Regions from separate parts of the Rattus norvegicus genome. Here region 1 is linked to region 2. A link is a contact called in public Hi-C data. All regions are on one chromosome and are shown on one strand. The core of a region is the stretch at or near the end of the contact, and the rest is flanking DNA. Distances in the headings are between cores, read along the strand shown.

Evidence for each region. A called contact is a pair of places that touch in the nucleus more often than the background predicts.
Region 1: a Hi-C map of liver shows a contact between it and region 2, with 5 times the contacts expected there. The contact joins two enhancer-like sites.

What each region holds. Positions count from the first base shown.
Region 1 is chr17:53,201,710-53,205,427 of GRCr8, forward strand. It overlaps the pseudogene LOC120097966. Among named protein-coding and RNA genes, the nearest start is that of Inhba, 600 kb to the right of the region's middle. Within about 2 kb of position 2,197, at least 4 of the 93 cell types and tissues checked have an H3K27ac peak or open chromatin away from gene starts, as enhancers often do. A contact at or near this core is called in liver, where this site is marked.
Region 2 is chr17:53,027,554-53,031,242 of GRCr8, forward strand. No RefSeq gene overlaps it. Among named protein-coding and RNA genes, the nearest start is that of Inhba, 780 kb to the right of the region's middle. Within about 2 kb of position 2,333, at least 3 of the 93 cell types and tissues checked have an H3K27ac peak or open chromatin away from gene starts, as enhancers often do. A contact at or near this core is called in liver, where this site is marked.

The DNA.
Region 1 (3,718 bases), core at 947-3,446, 170 kb after region 2:
TATACAGACAGACAGACCACACACACACACACACACACACACTCCAGGAAGGGTGAAATCATGCTTGGTATTTATAAAAGAGATAATTAATGGTACTTCTACTCCATCTGCCATACCTTGATGAAATTATCTGACATTTTATTCTGTAGAAAGGGGAAGATCTTGTGTGAGACTTGAGAAGACAGAATTTCCACATGCACTCTATGGGTAAGGGAGATGAGAAGGTGGACCAGACTGGGCCAACGATGGTAGGAAAGAGAACAGCTCACTTCATAATGGTCATATTCATATTTGTGGTCCAGGGACTTCTCCCTGCCCTCTGTGTGGATAATAGTCTAGTAAACAAGGATGCTGGGCAGGTGAGCTCTATTTAAGTGTAGTTGTTGTTAGTGTTGTAAAAAATTAATACTACAAATACATGATTATAATCTTATCTAGGTAAAATTAGGGTACACAACAGTTTTGTCTTTCATTTGCTGTGTAGAGCACTGAAGAAGAAAACTATAGTGAGTAGATAAATGGATGGTGCCAAACCAACTCTGGAACTCTACATAAACGTGGGATGGTGGCAGAGTCTAATGTAGTTTAGTTCATTCAGTACAAATGATAAATGGAAATGGGCAAGAATAAAGAAAAGGTGTTGAAAGTAAGTGAGGTCCCTCTGTTTGTGTGTAACATACATAGTATATACAGGGAGGGACAGGCTTTGGACGGGTTCCTTTTAAATAACATAACTACACAAACTGGACTACATTGCTAAGGTGAGTGAATTCATAGGAAGAAGTGATGCTCTTAGCACCACGCATCAGCACTAATGGAAGAATGTCTCTCAAAACTGTCAAAGTGCGTTTCACACTTCACTACCCCGATAAATATCACAATCTTTTCATCAGACTGAAAGAACCATCAAAGTAAATATAATAGAAGCAGTAAAGAGGGATATGTTATTGCAAGAAAACAAATTAGTGACATAAAAATCCAATTTCAAAAGCTTTCCATTACTGTGAGAAAAAGTATGAGAAAATTATGATGGGACAAAGATGAAAGATAGGGGGAAGCAGTGAGGAGGAATACATGCCTATGACAGAAATTCATAGTATCTGTAAGTATCCCACGAGGAAAACAACGGAGTTACTGAGAAAGGAGAAAAAGATTGGCTCAGCATCAAACATTCCAATAATATTAAATGACAATGGAGAGAAGGATTTCAGCCGGAAGTTTTCCATGAAAAGAAAATATTGTTAACCTACAATTCTATATCCAAGAGAATTATCATTCCTGTCCGAAAGCCAACATAGACCTCAGTCAAGAGGCTGTTACAGAACAATGCATGTATGCTATGTAACCACAGGGTAAGTGCTCCAAGACAAGCTTTTGGCTTTGTTACAATCCAATAGAAAACCAAATGAGAGATACATCTTTGCTAAGCAATGAAAAAAATAAATATAAGACAACATATCTCAGAAAAAAATGAGTGGTATGCACAACATAGTAATGTTTATTCACTAAATACAGTCACAAGTTTCTTAGTGCTGAGGATCCATTAATCTTGAGTGTGTGTGTGTGTGTGTGTGTGAGAGAGAGAGAGAGAGAGAGAGAGAGAGAGAGAGAGAGAGAGAGAGAGAGGGAGAGAAGAGAGAGAGAGAGAGGGAGAGAGAAAGAGAGAGAGAAAGAGAGAGAGAGAGAGAGAGAGAGAGAGAGAGAGAGAGAGAGAGAGAGAGAGAGAGAGAGAGAATGCCACAGAGGGAAAGCTTGTAGAAACCTGAAGGGTCTGAACAGACTCTCAGGGGCTGAAGTTGCAGGAGGATGGGAGATGCTAAATGTGGCTGCTGAGAGCTGAATTCCAGTCTTCTGGGAAATCAGTATGTGCTTTTAAACACTGGGCAATTTCTCTAGCACAGTATCAGCACTGCTTAAACAGTCGAAAGTTCAAAGTCTTTTCGGAGACTTTTGCAATCTCTTAACTAATCCCAGATAAAATCAAAATGAAAAACCGGATCACATACTTCCAACATACAATGGAATAGAACACACATTAACACTCAAAAGGGTGGAAAGGGAGCATAGTGAGGAAATACTGGACCAAAGCAAGGCTGAAAATCATTTTGGCAAACTCCAAACTTTTCATCGCCATGTGCAATGTCAAAATGCTCTTCAGATCTGCGCCTCCCTCCAGGTTTGTTGACTGCAGCACTCTCCTTTCTCGTGGGCTGGTTTCATACCCCATTAGCAGCCTTCCTCACCAGGTACTCCATGGCTCTGATCTCTCCAACATTTTAGGGTCTCCATGGCAATCGAGGCTTCACTTTCACAGGTTCACATGACAGCCTCTCTGGACCTCCATGCAGGGACACCCCTGACAGATGCCTGACCTCAGCAGCATTTCTTAGTCACAGAGGGAGATTCCATAACCTTTCTCTTCTATCCTTGACTTTAAAGCCAGAGTCATTTGGTCAAAGTAGCCAAGTTCTGCTACCTGCTAGAGGGGAACAACTCCCCCCGCCCCAATTCAATTTTATTTCCACTAGCTTTCTTGGTTTGATGGTTTCCTTCACAGCCTAATTTTGGCTGTCTTGGAAATTGCTCTGTAGACCATATTGACCTTGATTTTACAGATCCTTTTGTTCTTCTCCTGGAGTTCTGGGCTTAAAGGAATAGTCCACCATACCGGGCACTAAGCTTTTCTTTAATTGTTTTCAAAAATTGAAAGTTTATCTGGGTGGGGTCTTGCCCTGAGATCATCATTCCTTTTATTCTGTTCAACACTAAGTTTTCCTTTAATCTGCTCATCCCCTTGAACACAGGATTTAGCTCCTTTTCATTTCCTGGTGACCCTTTTATAGGAACTGTAGTTTTGTATTTTTCCTTGCTCAATTTGCTCCATTTTATTATAGATCTTCTATAGATTTTAGAATGAACACTAATAACCACAGGGCAGAGTCAATAGTAGGTTGTTTTGAAATTTCCTTTGCTAATGTAATTAATAAAAAACAACTTTGCTTCAGGCCAACATTTCTTTTTTTTAGTTTTGTAACAACTTAAATAGTTTTATTAGTCCACGCTACTTGTTTTGGGTCCCTGTGAAACAATGCTATACCCTCTACTTGGACTGACTTACTCCACCTCTTCGGTGGTGGGGCCTGAAGAAGCACCACCAGATAGAGAAGTTTCTCCACCAGGGAAGCCACCAGGCATTCCTCCAGGCCTGCCACCAGCACTCTGGTACAGCTTGGTCATGATAGGGTAGCAGACTTCTCCAGCTCTTTCTGCTGATGCTCAAATTAAAAATATAGAACACTTCATGAATTTGTGCATCACTCTTGTGCAGGGGCCATGTTTATCTCCAGATTGTTCCAATGTGTGCTGCTGAAGAGAGCACTCAGGCCGACTTTTCAAACAAGGGTAAAAAGTAGTCACATTATTGACCAAAACACCACAGGAATGCTTTCCAGGTCACATATTAATATTATTCTCTTAAATCTCTTGAATCTCCACACTTCAAATCACCCTCAGCATCACATGTTCCTAATAGTATGGCCCATTGATCAGCCCTGAAAGCATTCCATCACTCAAAGTCCCTAAGTCCATATTCCTCTACATAAAAAACATGGTCTTTCCCGTACAGAAGCTTTGCAGTTTTATAAGGTCCCATTGGTCAATTCTTGATCTTAGAGCATAAATCATGCTGTTCTGTTCAGGAAAACTTCTCCAGTTTGAG
Region 2 (3,689 bases), core at 1,083-3,582:
CAAGACAGTGAGTTCTCATGGAAAATTAAGTACATTCGCAAAGGTGCTTAGAGAAATATGCTTGTTTCAGGTTTCAGACTCTCAAGAGGATAGTAGTCATTGATTTCTAGCCTTAAAGCAATGATAAAGACTTCCAGATATGAATGGGCTTCTATGGAACCCAGCCAGTCTGCCTGAAAGACTCCCGCTATAAAATATTTGGTTTCTTCTGGACACCCACCCTCTTCTCCCTGTACTTCTCCCTCACTTTTTGAGGTCGCCTCACTTGGCAGCCACCCTGATGATAACACAGAATGGCATTTATTGGCTGGATAGTTTTCTTATTTAAGACTAACTACTTTAAGACTGTGAAATGATTTCTGAAAGTTACATGATTATCTGCTGAAGCAAATGCCTTTGTGACAGCATATATATTTGTTGGTCAGTTATGTAGTAGTCATAGACCTAGAGAAGAAGGGCCCTCTGGGATCCCTGGAAAGTACATTTTACTAATATCAAAAGGTATTAGGCTGACAGATGCAAATTTAATTTTAAACATAATTTAGAAGAAACAAATATTAGTTTAGCTTAAAACACAGTTATTTCTGATTGAAATGAAGGTTGGCTTGAAAACTATCACAGAATAATGAGTGGTTCTCATTGCTCAGACAACATATTGTCCCGACTTATTGTTACAAGTCTGATAAATCTGAGTGATACTGGCTGATTCATTTAGATTGCTATCGCTGAACAGGGTTTTCCAAAGGTATTTTGCACTTCTGAAATATCTTAATCTAGAAGAAAGTTCTATACAAGAGTGACCATGTCTAAATGAAAGTTGATACAGGTTTAGATTCAGATTGGGAGCCATCAAGTTCCTCTCTCTGACGGAGAGTATGGATCTCGCTGGCAGAATGTATAGGCTCTCACCTCAGAAGCGAGATGCAGTGCTTTGGCAAATTCTCTAATTTTCCTATTTGAGACTTATTGTCTAACGCCAGATAGATTCTCTTGCAAAAGACCAAACATTAGACTTTGAACTTCTGATGAAAGATTTAATGTGCAGCGATCAATGAGCGAAACCATTATGCAACACTAGAAATATGCAAAAAGTTAAGATGGAAAGGGGAAAATTAATATTCTTGAATTATTTGAACATGACAACATGGAATTTGCTTTAAGTAAAAACTTGTATGACAATGGAATCTTGAAATAATTACAACTAAAATCTGAGGAAAATGGACATAGTGTTCTGTATTTTTAAAAGAAATCAGTGTGCTGAATTGTGCTATGTAGAATTCGCTGTTTTCTCTTTCCTTAACAAAATCTTGGGTGTATTCCATAACTTCCTGGTCACATTTGGTAATTAAAACTTAGTGTGGCTTAATTTAAACCCTTAATTGCATTTCCAATTTAAAGCTAGAGCTGTGACTCGGGCTGCTATGAAAAGGGGTGGGGGCAAGATCTGTCTCTGGAGCCATGTTGTCCTACCCCTTCCTAAACTCGTATCTTCCTAGGAGCTCAAAGGAGAGCCTAGGGCTTTGAGAAATACTTCCTTAAATGGTTGCTTTAATGTGGGTAGAAAGTGCCTTTAGGCATTGCTCTGACCTTTCCTGGTCCCATCTTCTGGTCCTGGTTTTCACACATGTATTACATATGTGTTTTTTACTTTTATTCACCTTCCTTGGTGTAGTCTTATATGCTGTAAACCCTGAGTGAGCATCTCAGGTCTTTTTTTTCCCCCAAAGCTGATAACCGAACCCAGGGCCTTGCACTTGCTACGCAAGCGCACTATCACTGAGCTAAATCGCCAACCCTGCATCTCGGGTCTTAACTTGGTGGATAGTAACTAAAGGTGTGGCATGCATCAAGCGCTCCTTCAAGTGGAACCAGTAAGGAACCCAGCTTTCCTTTAACGCCAGGTGAGCATGGAATGGAAGTGTCAGTTCTGGTAATCAACTTACCTTTTCCAGATGTTTCTGCCACTGTTTCTATAAGTTCTCAGAAACACATCTCTAGGAATTTGTGGACTGAAAGTTGATTATAACCCATGTAGTTCCATATGTTTGTTCCATACTTCTAGGCCACACATTAAATATACTCAAATACTCAGCCACTGCATCCTCTTGAGAAATAGGAGTCTGTCAGCTTTTGAAGTGCAAATGGGCCCTAGTTCTTAAGGAATTATCAGTTACTTTTTATTGTAGGTTCCCACAACTTCTATGGATGCTTTTCTTGGAATCTACACATTTTTGGAGGAGGGAGTGGCACATGTACTCTTCTCTGTTCTTATGGTCTAAGCCTTTGCTGAGAACCTTTTTCTCCATAACCTGGAAAAGGCCTGATTAGGTAATATCTGATGGACTGTGACCCTGTTGATATCACTGCTTCTGCTGGAACATATCTGTTACTACCACATGGTGCCTTATTTGTGGGTCTTGTTGGAATATGAGTACCTCTGTCTCTAGGTCTGGAATAACCTTTTACCTATTACATGAATGAAAATTAAAAGTGACTTACATATTCAGGGAACTGTGGCCCTACAAAGGTAGTTTAAGTGGGAACTGGTTACAGGAAAGAAGTTATTTTTCACACAGACTGTGTTAATTGTTTAGCATCAGAATGATCCTATCCCTGCCTGAGGTAGAGATTACATTTTACAATGGAGCTGACTTTGCCAACCATCAGCACAGGCCACAGGGACAATAATGTGGCTGTGTCCTCTATCCTGTCCCTATGTATCTAGAATCCTTCTATGAATTCAGCTTCTAATTTATAGCTCCTGTATCAGTGGCTCTATCTGTGTGTCCATCTCCTGCCCTTACTCCTTGGTTTATGCATCCATCCTAATGTCTTGACTGATTCTACATAAAAGCTGTGTTGTAGTTTTACTATGGGACTCACAGGTGAAATACTTCATGGAAACTTGGGCTATTGACTTTTAGCAAGGACTCCTGATAAATCCCAATAAAATCCGAGAAGCTCTGGGCTACCTTGAAACCAAATCAGCTACGTTATCAATGAATCAGTGACTAATCTTCTCAATAATATTTACAGGTATGCCTGGCCTCTTAGTGAATCTCTTGAGACATATAAAACAGTTTCTATTTACACGAGAACTTTATCATTCCTCAATAATTCATCATGTTTGCCAACTTTACTGGATCTGGAAACAACTAAGAGATAAGCTGTTGGGCATTTTCTTGATCAGTTACTTGAAGGAATTTTCTCGATTAGCTTATTTGGAGTGGGAAATCCCACCTTAAATGAAGGTGACACCTTTTGAACTCCACCAAATAAGGAGATCTAAGACAGGAGCAGAGCTTATTTGCCTTGTTGCCTTAGTTTCCCTGGTAAACATTTACCCTCCTGGCCCATCTCACTGCTTCCTGAACTACTGCTGCGTCTCTGAATGGGTAGCAGAACTCGGCATCTTCAGCCTTCTGGTGTGAACTGAAGATCAACATGCTCCAGGGATTTTTCACACAGCAGAACCAATGCTTCTTCAATCAGAACATGGGAAGATTTTAAAAGTGCATTGCAAGAGAGAGCAGTCAGATAAAAAATAAACTCATGAGGCTAATACCAGTCTGACAACCTGAATTCTACCCTCAGAATTCACATGATGGAAGGACAAAGAATTCCAAGTTGCCTTCTGACACACAAACACACATGCAAACATATATGCAAACATACTGACAAATACAGAC